Regions from separate parts of the Mus musculus genome. Here all the other regions are linked to region 1. A link is a contact called in public HiChIP or PLAC-seq and promoter capture Hi-C data. All regions are on one chromosome and are shown on one strand. The core of a region is the stretch at or near the end of the contact, and the rest is flanking DNA. Distances in the headings are between cores, read along the strand shown. Region 1 has its middle 52 kb from the start of Gm41388. Region 2 overlaps Prickle1 (prickle planar cell polarity protein 1). Region 3 holds the start of Yaf2 (YY1 associated factor 2).

Region 1 (3,447 bases), core at 219-2,718:
ATTCTTTCCTCAGAGCGTAGGGAAGGTATCTCTCATACAAGTGTCCTGACTTCAGAGAAAGGCCGAAGCAATCTTTTATTCACTGCTTTGGGGCAGAAGGACAAGAGAAGGTGAGAGGGACCTTTCTGTACCAGAGGTTTCTCAATGCAAGGGTGATGCAATTTTCGATTCGGAACTCAAGAACCTTACCATCTAATCTTCTTATCAAAATATTCCCTTCCATCACTTCATTCCTTTTTGGAAGGATTGCTGGTGAACACCTTTGCTTTATCTCATCACATTTGCTGGGATGCTACTTGGTACCGATCATATTTCGGTTCTGTCTAAGCGTAGCTTCTGGCAAAGCGTCCAGATGTCTTACCCCTGGTGTATTTTAATGTTGAGGGAGTGAAAATCATTATCACTAAATAAATTCCAAGTCTCCACGGCAAAATAAATTATTTGATGAGTAACCTAATGTTTGAGTTGGTACCAACTCCCTGGATACTGGTCTAAGGGAAATGCTGTCTGTTAGAGGACGTCTGTGTAAGACAGTTGATAATGAAACTCTTTGGAAGCTGCTACAGTTTGATAGGAGGAGGAAGGGACTATGGCTATGGTTGCTGTCATGGAACTGAGTAGACATAAGAGTGTTGCCATCTTAATTTGGAAAAGATTTGAATGTTTCCTTTCAAGCAAAAAAAAAAAAATGAATGTTTCAGAAGACAGGTGTTTTTGCTCTGATTTAAACACTGCATAATGCATATACATATCAAAACATTATCAGGTTCTTTATATATATGTGTGTGTATATGCGCATATTGTATATGTGTATATGTGTATACATGTATATATATATATTTATATATGTATATATACATACATATATATACATATGGGTTTGTATGTTTTTATGCATACTAGTAAAGTAAGTTTGACTTACCTTTAACAACAATGATGAATTTAAAAATATCTATTAAATTCTGTTGGGTCTAACTCATCCCTCCCCTTAATTAGCTGCCTCCCAACCTTGAAGCCCCTCCTCTCATTGTTCAGTTTTATGCTCTTACTTTAATACTTCAGTTCCCACATTCTCTGTGGATGATGTCATTGAATCTATAGTAGACGGAAGCAACATTCTAAAAGCAAGCCTCCTGAAACACACCAATATGCTTATTTTGATTGGTGAGTGGCAGTGTTTGTAGCAAGACCCAGGGTGAAGCAGCACGGATTAATGATTCTCCTCCCACTTCGACAGGCCCCCTTTCAAAGCACCAGCATTACCCATTTAGAAAATGGATGGATATCCATGCTCAGAGCTCCAGCACTTCAGAATGCCAGCTGCGACTAAAAATTCAAAATATTTCCTACAACAGCTGTATCTCTGACAACAAAATTAACGCCAGCCAAAATAGCGCAGCTATTCAAAGGGCATAATGATCAGGCACTGCAGCCTAATGCAAGTGGCCGCATTCTGGAGTACATTAAGAACAGATGTCAGCAGCCAACACAAGACTAAATGGAGCAAAACAAAATCACGGTCTGCTCCACTCTGGTGAAGTGTCCTCAGATATCCTGTCTGGTGCTGGGAGCCAGAGGCAAAGCTGGAAGTGCATTTAGCATCAAGTAGCTGCTCCCTTCAGAATGTGAAGTCCACCTTTCCCCAGAGCAGCTATCACCTGCACATGCATTTGTCCAAGGAAGTTTTTCCAAATGGCACCATATTTGCATTTAAGCCCTGTCTTCCTTCGATTGAGGAAATAAATCTTTTAGGATGACTTGACTAGAAGTTAATGTTGAAAAGTCTTTCATTTCAAACAGTGTAATTTTTCTTATAAGATATAAAAGACTTTGTGAGAAAGACGAGGCCGTTGATTCTGGCTTAAGGCTGCCCTCTAAATGTCTAACGTGAACACCTGAGTCTGACACAGCTCCGACAATGGACATCCACACAGGTATTAGAAAGCTTATAGAGTCCCAGAGGCCCAGAGACCCAGATGAGCACAAGTCAGACACGGAGAGGAACCACCTAGAATGTTCCCGGATCTCAGGAAGCCATTGTAATTCTTTCCCTGACTGACATGAATAAAATGACAAATGGGAAGATGAGAAAAGTTTAAGAAAAATAATTCTCATTTTTAACAACTTAGGTGGTCAGTGCTTGTTCTCTGAGAGAAACTTCACTTAAATAATGAGTCATTTTTGAGTTATTTTAATAATTCGATCTTCCCCTTATATCTTAGGAATGTGTTTTTCTTACCCAAAGGCAAAGCATGCTATTATGTTGACCTAAATTACTTTTAAAGTCATTCTGCTCCAACAGAATTCAGAGTGGTAGTTTGCCGAAGAATTAGCATGAAGTATATATTTGGGAAATGCCTTGATGATCATTTTTATATTACGAACCAGAGAGTGGACATGTTGGCACATGCCTTTAATCCCAACACTTGAGAAGCAGAAGCACACAGATCTCTATGAGTTCCAGGCCAGTCAAAATGACATACTGGAGCCTTGCTTTAAAAAAGAAAAAAAAAATAATTAGAGAAACCAGGCTTTCTCAGCCTGTGTGTGTGCCACGCACAGCCATACGCACTTTTATCCTGGCTGCCAAAGCAAAGAACGGTGTATGGTCATCATTTTGCTTAGCTTTATCTGAAGCCAATTTTAGACTTCACGGTGCTTCTCTGGTTCTTCATTCTTCAGGGTGTCACCAAAGGTGACCCATGAAGGTAGTGATTGAGAAAAGTGTTCTAAATGTTAAGTGATAAAGAAAACAGTCACCACTCCAGTTTCCAGAACTATTTTTGAATCTGGAAGTCAAAGAGCAGACGCGTGACTATTATGTAGGCTCCCACTGCTTACAGTGAGCCCTTCAAGCATGACCCTTGGGTCATGAGGTTCAAAACCAGACACTGTCTAGGTTTGACCTGCAGGCTGTTATTCTCAACCACTAACAGATAAGAATTAACTACAACGATGCTAGTTTCAGAGTTAAGAAGGACGAACAATATTAACCAACCAACCCCACCTCAACCCCCACCGCAGAGCTCCCAGGGACTGAAACACCAACCAAAGAGTACGCGTGGAGGGACGCATGGCTCAAGCCACATATGTAGCAGACGATTGCCTTATCTGGCATTAATGGGAGGGGGGGCCCTTGTTACTTTGGAGACTCGGTGACCCAACCAAAGGGAATGCTAGGGCAGTGAGGTGGCAGAGGGTGGGTGGGTGGGTGCAGGAGCACCCTCATAAAAGCATGGGGGAAGGGGAGTGGGATGGAGGTTTGTGGAGGGGAAACAGGAAAAGGGGATAACATTTGAAATGTAAATAAATAAAAAAAGCAATATAAAATACAATACAATAAAATAACAAAGTTAAGAAGCTGTTCCAGGGAATTACTGTGGGCCTGTGTGTTTGTTTGTTTATTTGTCTTTATTTCAGAGTCAAGGAACATTTCATAAGTTAGAA
Region 2 (3,245 bases), core at 479-2,978, 680 kb after region 1:
GACTAAGCAGCCAGCTTTAAAACTTCATTATTATGCCTTTGGAGATGGAACCGAAAATGAGCAAACTGGTCTTCGGGTGCCAGAGAAGCTCCACATCAGATGATGATTCCGGCTGTGCACTTGAAGAGTATGCATGGGTCCCACCGGGCCTCAGGCCCGAGCAGGTAGGTAGGAAGCAACGCTGTCCCCTTTGATGTGCTTTCCAGGGAAGTGTGGAACCTCTCATCTCCCTGGCTGGCTTTGCTGTCTAAGGTCTGGTTTGGTTTCAGTAATGCCCTCCTTCTGCCATCGTGATTAATGCAAATGCAGGGCACCACAGGCGTTTCTGATAGGACTTTCACAAGTCACCTTTTAGGGAAGAGAAACGTTCCTCATTTGGAGTTTTGTTTTTTTTTTTTGTTTGTTTTTAAATGGTAGGTGGGGTGGGGGAGGGGTGTTTGTCTTTTGAAATGGGGTCTCACTGTGTAGTCCTGGCTTGCCTCCAATTCACAGAACTCAGAGATCTGCCTTCCTATGCCTCCCAAGTGCTGAAATTAAAGGTGTATGCCACTATTACATGTCTCAAAGGTTCAGTAAGGACAAAAGGAAATAGAAGGACGACCTCCAGGCCAGTTCTCCACAATGCCCCTCTACGGAAGAGGAATGTGGTGTTGCTGATAAACATGGCCTTTGACAACTACAGTGGGGATCAGAGACACATCATTGTGGCACATCCTTTGTTTCTCTGTTTTAAAGATGGGAGCGATCTGCCTGCCTGTTTTTATTTCCCAATATCCTTATGATGAGGTTATTAAAAATGGTTGGTAGATCCTGTACAGGCAAAGGTATCCTTCAGAATAGAAGATGCCACCAGTTCTGTGCCTGATTATGAGTTACTGTTCTTTGGGCGGTGGAAGGGAACCCCTTTTGAGATAGGGAATCTTGGCCTGGAGAGATGGCTCAGCGGTTAAGATCACTGACCACTCTTCCAGAGGTCCTGAGTTCAAATCCCAGCAACCACATGGTGGCTCACAACCATCCATAATGGGATCCAATGATAGTAACCGTAAGGAAAAGCTTCTAGAACAATACAGGAAGGAAAATTATGCTGGTGTAGCAGTTAGGGAAGTGGAGTTTTGACGAACTGTTTCGTAGAGAAGATCCTTCCTGTCTTTGGATGGCATGTGTTTGTAGGTCTGCTTCTAGCAGACAAGTCCCAGGTCCCTAAACTCCTTTTTTTTTTTTTTTTTTTTTTAACTTGAATGCCTTTGGTTCCATCTCAGCAATGCAGGATCCTGCGTTCATCTTTTAGGACGCTCCTAAAAGACAACAATCAGATTAGCTCAGCATCTCCCTTCTCCTGCTTCCTTGGGGAAAGTGAAGCTGGATACTGCAGCTCCCACCGGTGACAGCCTGCCATGCCGAGGCTGGAGAGAACCGTAGAATTCCGAGAGAAAACTGAGTCTATTTGTGTAGAGGCTGGGTGTTGGATCTTGTCACACAGCCTGTGTGGTCACTTACAGAAGTCACCCAGCACTCTCCCCTTGATCCCTCAGCTGACCTTTGCAAGACTAGGGAAGAAGAGTCGCCATAAATGTGCACATTTGATCGCGCATAATTTATGGTGCCCTTAATTGTCACTACAAATTGCATTCCTGAGGAGCAATTTAGCAGCTGGATGCTAGTGGATGCTAGCAGATGCAGGTTTGCACCTCTGCTGAGTTGGCTCAGCTGGTCCCCTCATTAGCTGCAGGAGGCCGAGCCCTGGAAAGGAGGGAAGGATAAAGGCAGGCGGCTCAGCCCTTCCTCCTGTGTACTGATGTCACCATGCCCTGCTTCTGCCTCCACAGATCCAGCTCTATTTCGCATGCTTGCCAGAGGAAAAGGTTCCTTATGTTAACAGCCCTGGGGAGAAACACAGGATTAAACAGCTCCTGTACCAGTTGCCTCCACACGATAACGAGGTATAGTAACAGGAGGAAAGCTAATTAGTAAAAAGAAAATAAACAGTAAGCATTGAGGGGTCTTTCTGAAGTCCCAGCTCGGCCTCTCTTAAAATGCACCCTAAAAATACAGCTTCTCTCTCTCTCCCCTCCCTCCCTCCCTTTCTCTCTCTCTCTCTCTCTCTCTGTTTCTTTCTTTCTTTCTCTCTCTCTCTCTCCCTCCCTCCCTCCCTCCCTTCCTTCCTAGAGAAGAGAGAGAACGCCACCATAGCAGGAAGCCCCACATGGGTTTTGTTGTTTCTGATAGTGTTTTCAGCCACCCAGCAATTAACTATCAGGAGCGGTTCCTTCCATGTGCAGGGTGGGCACCTCAGGGTGTTTCAGGATTGACCTGAGCGCCAGTAGAATGTGGAGTGAAAACAGCCAGTTTCAGCCTTCGGAGAAAGGTGGGATCCTTTCCTGCAGTCAGTTCACATTCAGAAAAGAATAAGCCACGCCTGTTCTGTCAGGTAGCACGCCTCTTTTCTAAAGACCGAGGTCCGTTCTACCTACCTACCTTCCTTCCTTCCTTCCTTTCTTTCTCTCTTTCTTCCTTCCTTCCTTCTTTTCTTTTCCTTCCTTTCTTTCTTTTTCTTTCTCTTTCTTCCTTCCTTCCTTCTTTTCTTTTCCTTCCTTCCTTTCTTTCTTTTTCTTTCTTTCTTTTTCTCTCTCTTTCTTTCTTTCTTTCTTTCTCTTTCTTTCTTTCTTTCTTTCTTTCTTTCTTCCTTCCTTCCTTCTTTTCTTTTCCTTCCTTCCTTTCTTTCTTTTTCTTTCTTTCTTTTTCTCTTTCTTTCTTTCCTTCCTTTCTTTCTTTCTTTCTTTCTTTCCTTTCTTTCTTTCTTTCTTTCTTTCTTTCTTTCTTTCTTCCTTTTCTTTTCCTTCCTTCCTTTCTTCTTCTTTTTTTCTTTCTTTCTCTTTCATTCTTTCCTTTTTCTTTCTTTCCTTTTTCTTTCTTTCTTTCTTTCCTCTTTCTTTCCTTTCTCTTTCTCTCTCTCTCTCTCTCTCTCTCTCTCTCTCTCTCTCTCTCTCTCTCTTTCTTTCTTTCTTTCTTAGACAGGGTCTAGATCTGGATCTGTAGCCCAGGCTGGCTTCAAACTCCCAAAGATCTACAGGTCTCTAGGTCATGGGTGCCTGGGATAGAAAGCGCGTGTGTCGCTTCGCCCGGCCATGCCAACTGAGGGTTAGAGGCAGGGCAGCTAGGCTTCCCTGTTTGACTTCTTGAAACTCTGGGAAGGAAGGGCTGTAAGGACGGCCCGCCGTGACGCACTTCCGTCCTCCCCTGTG
Region 3 (3,156 bases), core at 112-2,611, 850 kb after region 1:
TATAACTTTTACACTCAACTAAGTCAGACTCTCTATTCTGCAAAAATAAAGTAATACTAAGCACCCAAGCAAACCCCACATAAAACAATCTTTTAAATGCTTTTCCAAATTTCTAGTAACTCAGTGCCTTGTGCAAGTGCTCCATCTCTGAGCTGTATACTCCCACCCGTTCTGCTATAATTCATTTTGACTTTCTTTTCTCAGAAGCTTGAAGCCTATTTCCCTCTTAATTACCCCAATTAATATCATATTCCCAATGATAAAAAGGAGAGCATCCTCCAGTTTGGTTATTAACTCTTGTTTGGTAAGTAACACATCAATACAGTAGTCTCCCTTTTGCTGGAGTTTTGCTTTCCTGTTTCAATTACCCACAGACGATATAGTTCAAAATATTAAGGACTTCCTAAACAGTTAACTCCTCAAGTTTTTAGTTGCCATCTCACTCTGAGTATCATGATGAAAATTTGCTCCATCCTGCTCTGGCCCAGCTGGATACATTTTCTAAACAACCTTATAGTATCCCAGGAGCCACACAGTCAGATCAACTGTTAAGTACGCAGTGCCTGAACTGGGTCCCCTTCAGTTAGTTAAGCCTGATGCGGAGGCTACAACGCCTCCATCAGCACACCCAAATAAGGCAGAAGAAGGCAGGGCTCCGAGAAGGGATGGATTTCATCTCTCCTTTCTTCAGGGGCAGCTTTCCTGATGACGGTTCACCGACTTGGCATGCTAAAGTCGCCCCTCGATCAGAGGGATGTCAAGCTAACTCTGGTTGTGGGGTACCCGCCAGATCGGCGAGGTGGGAAGCAGAGCTTCAAGGACCAGCGAGATGGCTGTTTGGGTCTAGCAGGCGAGGTGTGTATCCCCGACAGGCTGGAGTAAGGAGACTCGGGGAGGTGGTGTCCAGGGCACAAGCAACCTCGTCTGCCTTACGTAGGCTCACGAGCGTCCGTTTTATAACAAGCCACTGCAGAGCCCCGTGAGGCCAGGAGGACGCCGCTGCAATTAAAACCGGATCAGACCCTGGTTTCGTCACGTTTGAATTATGTAAGCTAGAGCAGGGCACCGAACCTCTCCCGAGCCTCTGGGTCGCTTCCCCAGAAGGAAGGATGACAGTCCCCGCCGCGCCGGGCGCACGCGTGTCTGCGGGCGCCTGCCATCGCGCCCTTCGGGGCGTGCGAGCCACGGCCGGAGCGCTCCGGGGCAGCCAGCGGGCGGGCGAGCTGGAGGGAGGCGGCGCCGCGAACTCGCCGCCGGTGCTGGGCCGCGCTCCCCGCGTTTGAAGTCTCCGGCGCGGCCGCTGGTTGGCCGGCGCGGGTCACGTGCGCGCAGGCAGGAGTTTCCCCGACAGCTGGAGGCTGCGTGGGATCCGGCGGCGGCGGCGGCAGCGGCGGCGGCGACGGCGGCGGCGGCGGCTGCAGCTCGCGGCGCGGCCTTCCCCGCCCCCTCGCCTCCGCGCTTCCGCCGGCCCCTCACCCCGGCGCTGACAGACCGGCGCGCGTCGGCAGCGAGCATGGGCGACAAGAAGAGCCCCACCAGGTAGGGCGCCCGCCGGCGGAGCGCCCGCGGCCCGGGGTCCCGTGGCGTGGCGTGGAGCGGCGCGGCGCGGGGCGCGCGCGTGTGTGTGGGGAGAGGGGGTGCGGCGCGGCGCGGCGGGGCGCGCGGCTGCCCACAATGGGCCGCGATGGCGGCCGGGGTCAGCGGCCGCGCTCCCCTCCCCCGCGCGGCGCCGGGCGGGGCGGGGGTCGCGGGCCGGGCGGGGCGGGGCGCGGGGCCGGGCGCGGCCTGCGGCTGACCCCGCGCTGCGTCGTGTCCGGTTGTGTCCTGCAGGCCGAAGCGGCAGCCGAAGCCCGCCTCGGATGAGGGCTACTGGGACTGCAGTGTCTGCACCTTCCGGAACAGCGCCGAGGCCTTCAAGTGCATGATGTGCGATGTGCGGAAGGGCACCTCCACCCGGTGAGTCCGGCGCGCCCGTGGATCCCCCGCGGGGCCCCCCGCGCGACGCGGGACGGCGGGGCGGCCAGCCAGGCGGCGGCCGCGGTGGGGCGCGACCCGGCTGAGCCGCGGCTGGCGGCGAGGGCTCGGTGGCGGCGGCGGTGGCGCCTGCTGCGGAGGATGAATTATCCATGGGGGTCGCCGGCCGCTGCCGTGCCGTGCCGTTCCATGCGTGGCCGGTGCGGTGCCCCCTCCCCAGCCGGGCGCAGAGACCGTGATCGCTGGTCGCATTGTGGTGTTAGTGTGCGGGGAGGGGGCGGGGACGGGGAGCCGGGGCGGGGGAGGGGACGGAGGAAAGGCCGCGATGTCACTCGGTCCCCCTGGGGAAAAAGTATCGCTTGTAGGATCGTAATGGATTAAACTTTCTTAGTAACGGATGTCCGGAAAGGGTCAGGCCAAGGTTTCGCGTCTGGGTTTTTTTTTGTTGTTGTTCTATTTCTGTAATAATTTTTTACAGTTAAGTAGTTGGTTGGGAGGTGAACCCAGCAACGCAGTTTTACTCCAGTGCCTGGATATTTTTACACAAACGAGATGACATGATCTTTGTCTGTTGCCGGCCCTGGATTTGTTGTATGGTAGGCATATAGTATTATAATTGTCTTTCCAAAAAAAAAAAAAAAAACCATTTAAAAGAGTTAAATTTAGGAAATTCGAACTCAGTAGCATTCTTGATCTGTCTCCACTTGGTCATAGTTCCCTTGGGAAGGCCGCCTTTAAATCCACTTCTACAGTGATTTGTAGCAATATTTAAGTAAGGCATTTATTTTGCTGCTATGAAGCCTATTCAAATACAAATGATTACAGAATACGGGGAATTTTCTGTTTGAAACAGAGGGCCTGTATAATTTTGACATTCTAAATAGTCAAAGTTATTTCTAAAAATGATGTATCCTGTTTTTTTTTTAAAAACTCAGTTTATAGAATTTTACTAACATTGTAAGTGTAGAGACATGTCAGGATTTTATTGTTTCTACAATACTGGTTGTTTTTGACATACCTGTCATAAATCTCAATAGGTTTTTACTACGAATTCTCATTTACATTGAATACAATATTTTTAGTATTTCTTGGTGTCTATTAAAAAGCAAGGTTTTAAATCCCTTTTAAGTTCAAGGAAAGATTCTAAAAAGAGAAACTACTTGCTATTTCTGGACTCACGTT

What was found. Promoter capture Hi-C pulls out the DNA fragments that hold promoters and counts their contacts. HiChIP or PLAC-seq counts read pairs in DNA pulled down with a chosen protein or histone mark.
Region 2: a contact with region 1 is called in an H3K4me3 HiChIP or PLAC-seq map of embryonic limb bud, with 5 times the contacts expected there. The contact joins two enhancer-like sites. A contact is called at or near these places in 13 of 484 Hi-C or Micro-C datasets (the C2C12 cell line, the P5424 cell line, Th2 cells and 9 more), 11 of 115 datasets of contacts at active chromatin or transcription factors (SST interneurons, craniofacial prominence, embryonic basal ganglia and 8 more) and 1 of 9 other capture datasets (embryonic stem cells).
Region 3: a contact with region 1 is called in a promoter capture Hi-C map of second pharyngeal arch cranial neural crest. The contact joins the promoter of Yaf2 here to the enhancer-like site in region 1. A contact is called at or near these places in 7 of 39 promoter capture datasets (the 3T3-L1 cell line, 3T3-L1-derived adipocytes, cranial neural crest and 4 more) and 6 of 115 datasets of contacts at active chromatin or transcription factors (embryonic hindbrain, embryonic limb bud, embryonic stem cells and 2 more).

Annotation. Positions count from the first base shown.
Region 1 is chr15:94,188,177-94,191,623 of GRCm38.p6, reverse strand. No RefSeq gene overlaps it. Among named protein-coding and RNA genes, the nearest start is that of Gm41388, 52 kb to the right of the region's middle. Within about 2 kb of position 1,468, at least 16 of the 459 cell types and tissues checked have an H3K27ac peak or open chromatin away from gene starts, as enhancers often do. A contact at or near this core is called in embryonic basal ganglia, embryonic limb bud, neural tube and 1 more, where this site is marked.
Region 2 is chr15:93,509,369-93,512,613 of GRCm38.p6, reverse strand. It overlaps Prickle1 (prickle planar cell polarity protein 1), which reads left to right. Exons shown (of 8, transcript NM_001033217.5): 2 at 1-164; 3 at 1,830-1,943. The coding sequence starts at 33. Among named protein-coding and RNA genes, the nearest start is that of Prickle1, 85 kb to the left of the region's middle. Within about 2 kb of position 1,728, at least 33 of the 459 cell types and tissues checked have an H3K27ac peak or open chromatin away from gene starts, as enhancers often do. A contact at or near this core is called in embryonic basal ganglia and embryonic limb bud, where this site is marked.
Region 3 is chr15:93,335,140-93,338,295 of GRCm38.p6, reverse strand. Yaf2 (YY1 associated factor 2) reads left to right here and starts at 1,361. Exons shown (of 4, transcript NM_024189.6): 1 at 1,361-1,539; 2 at 1,831-1,956. The coding sequence starts at 1,514.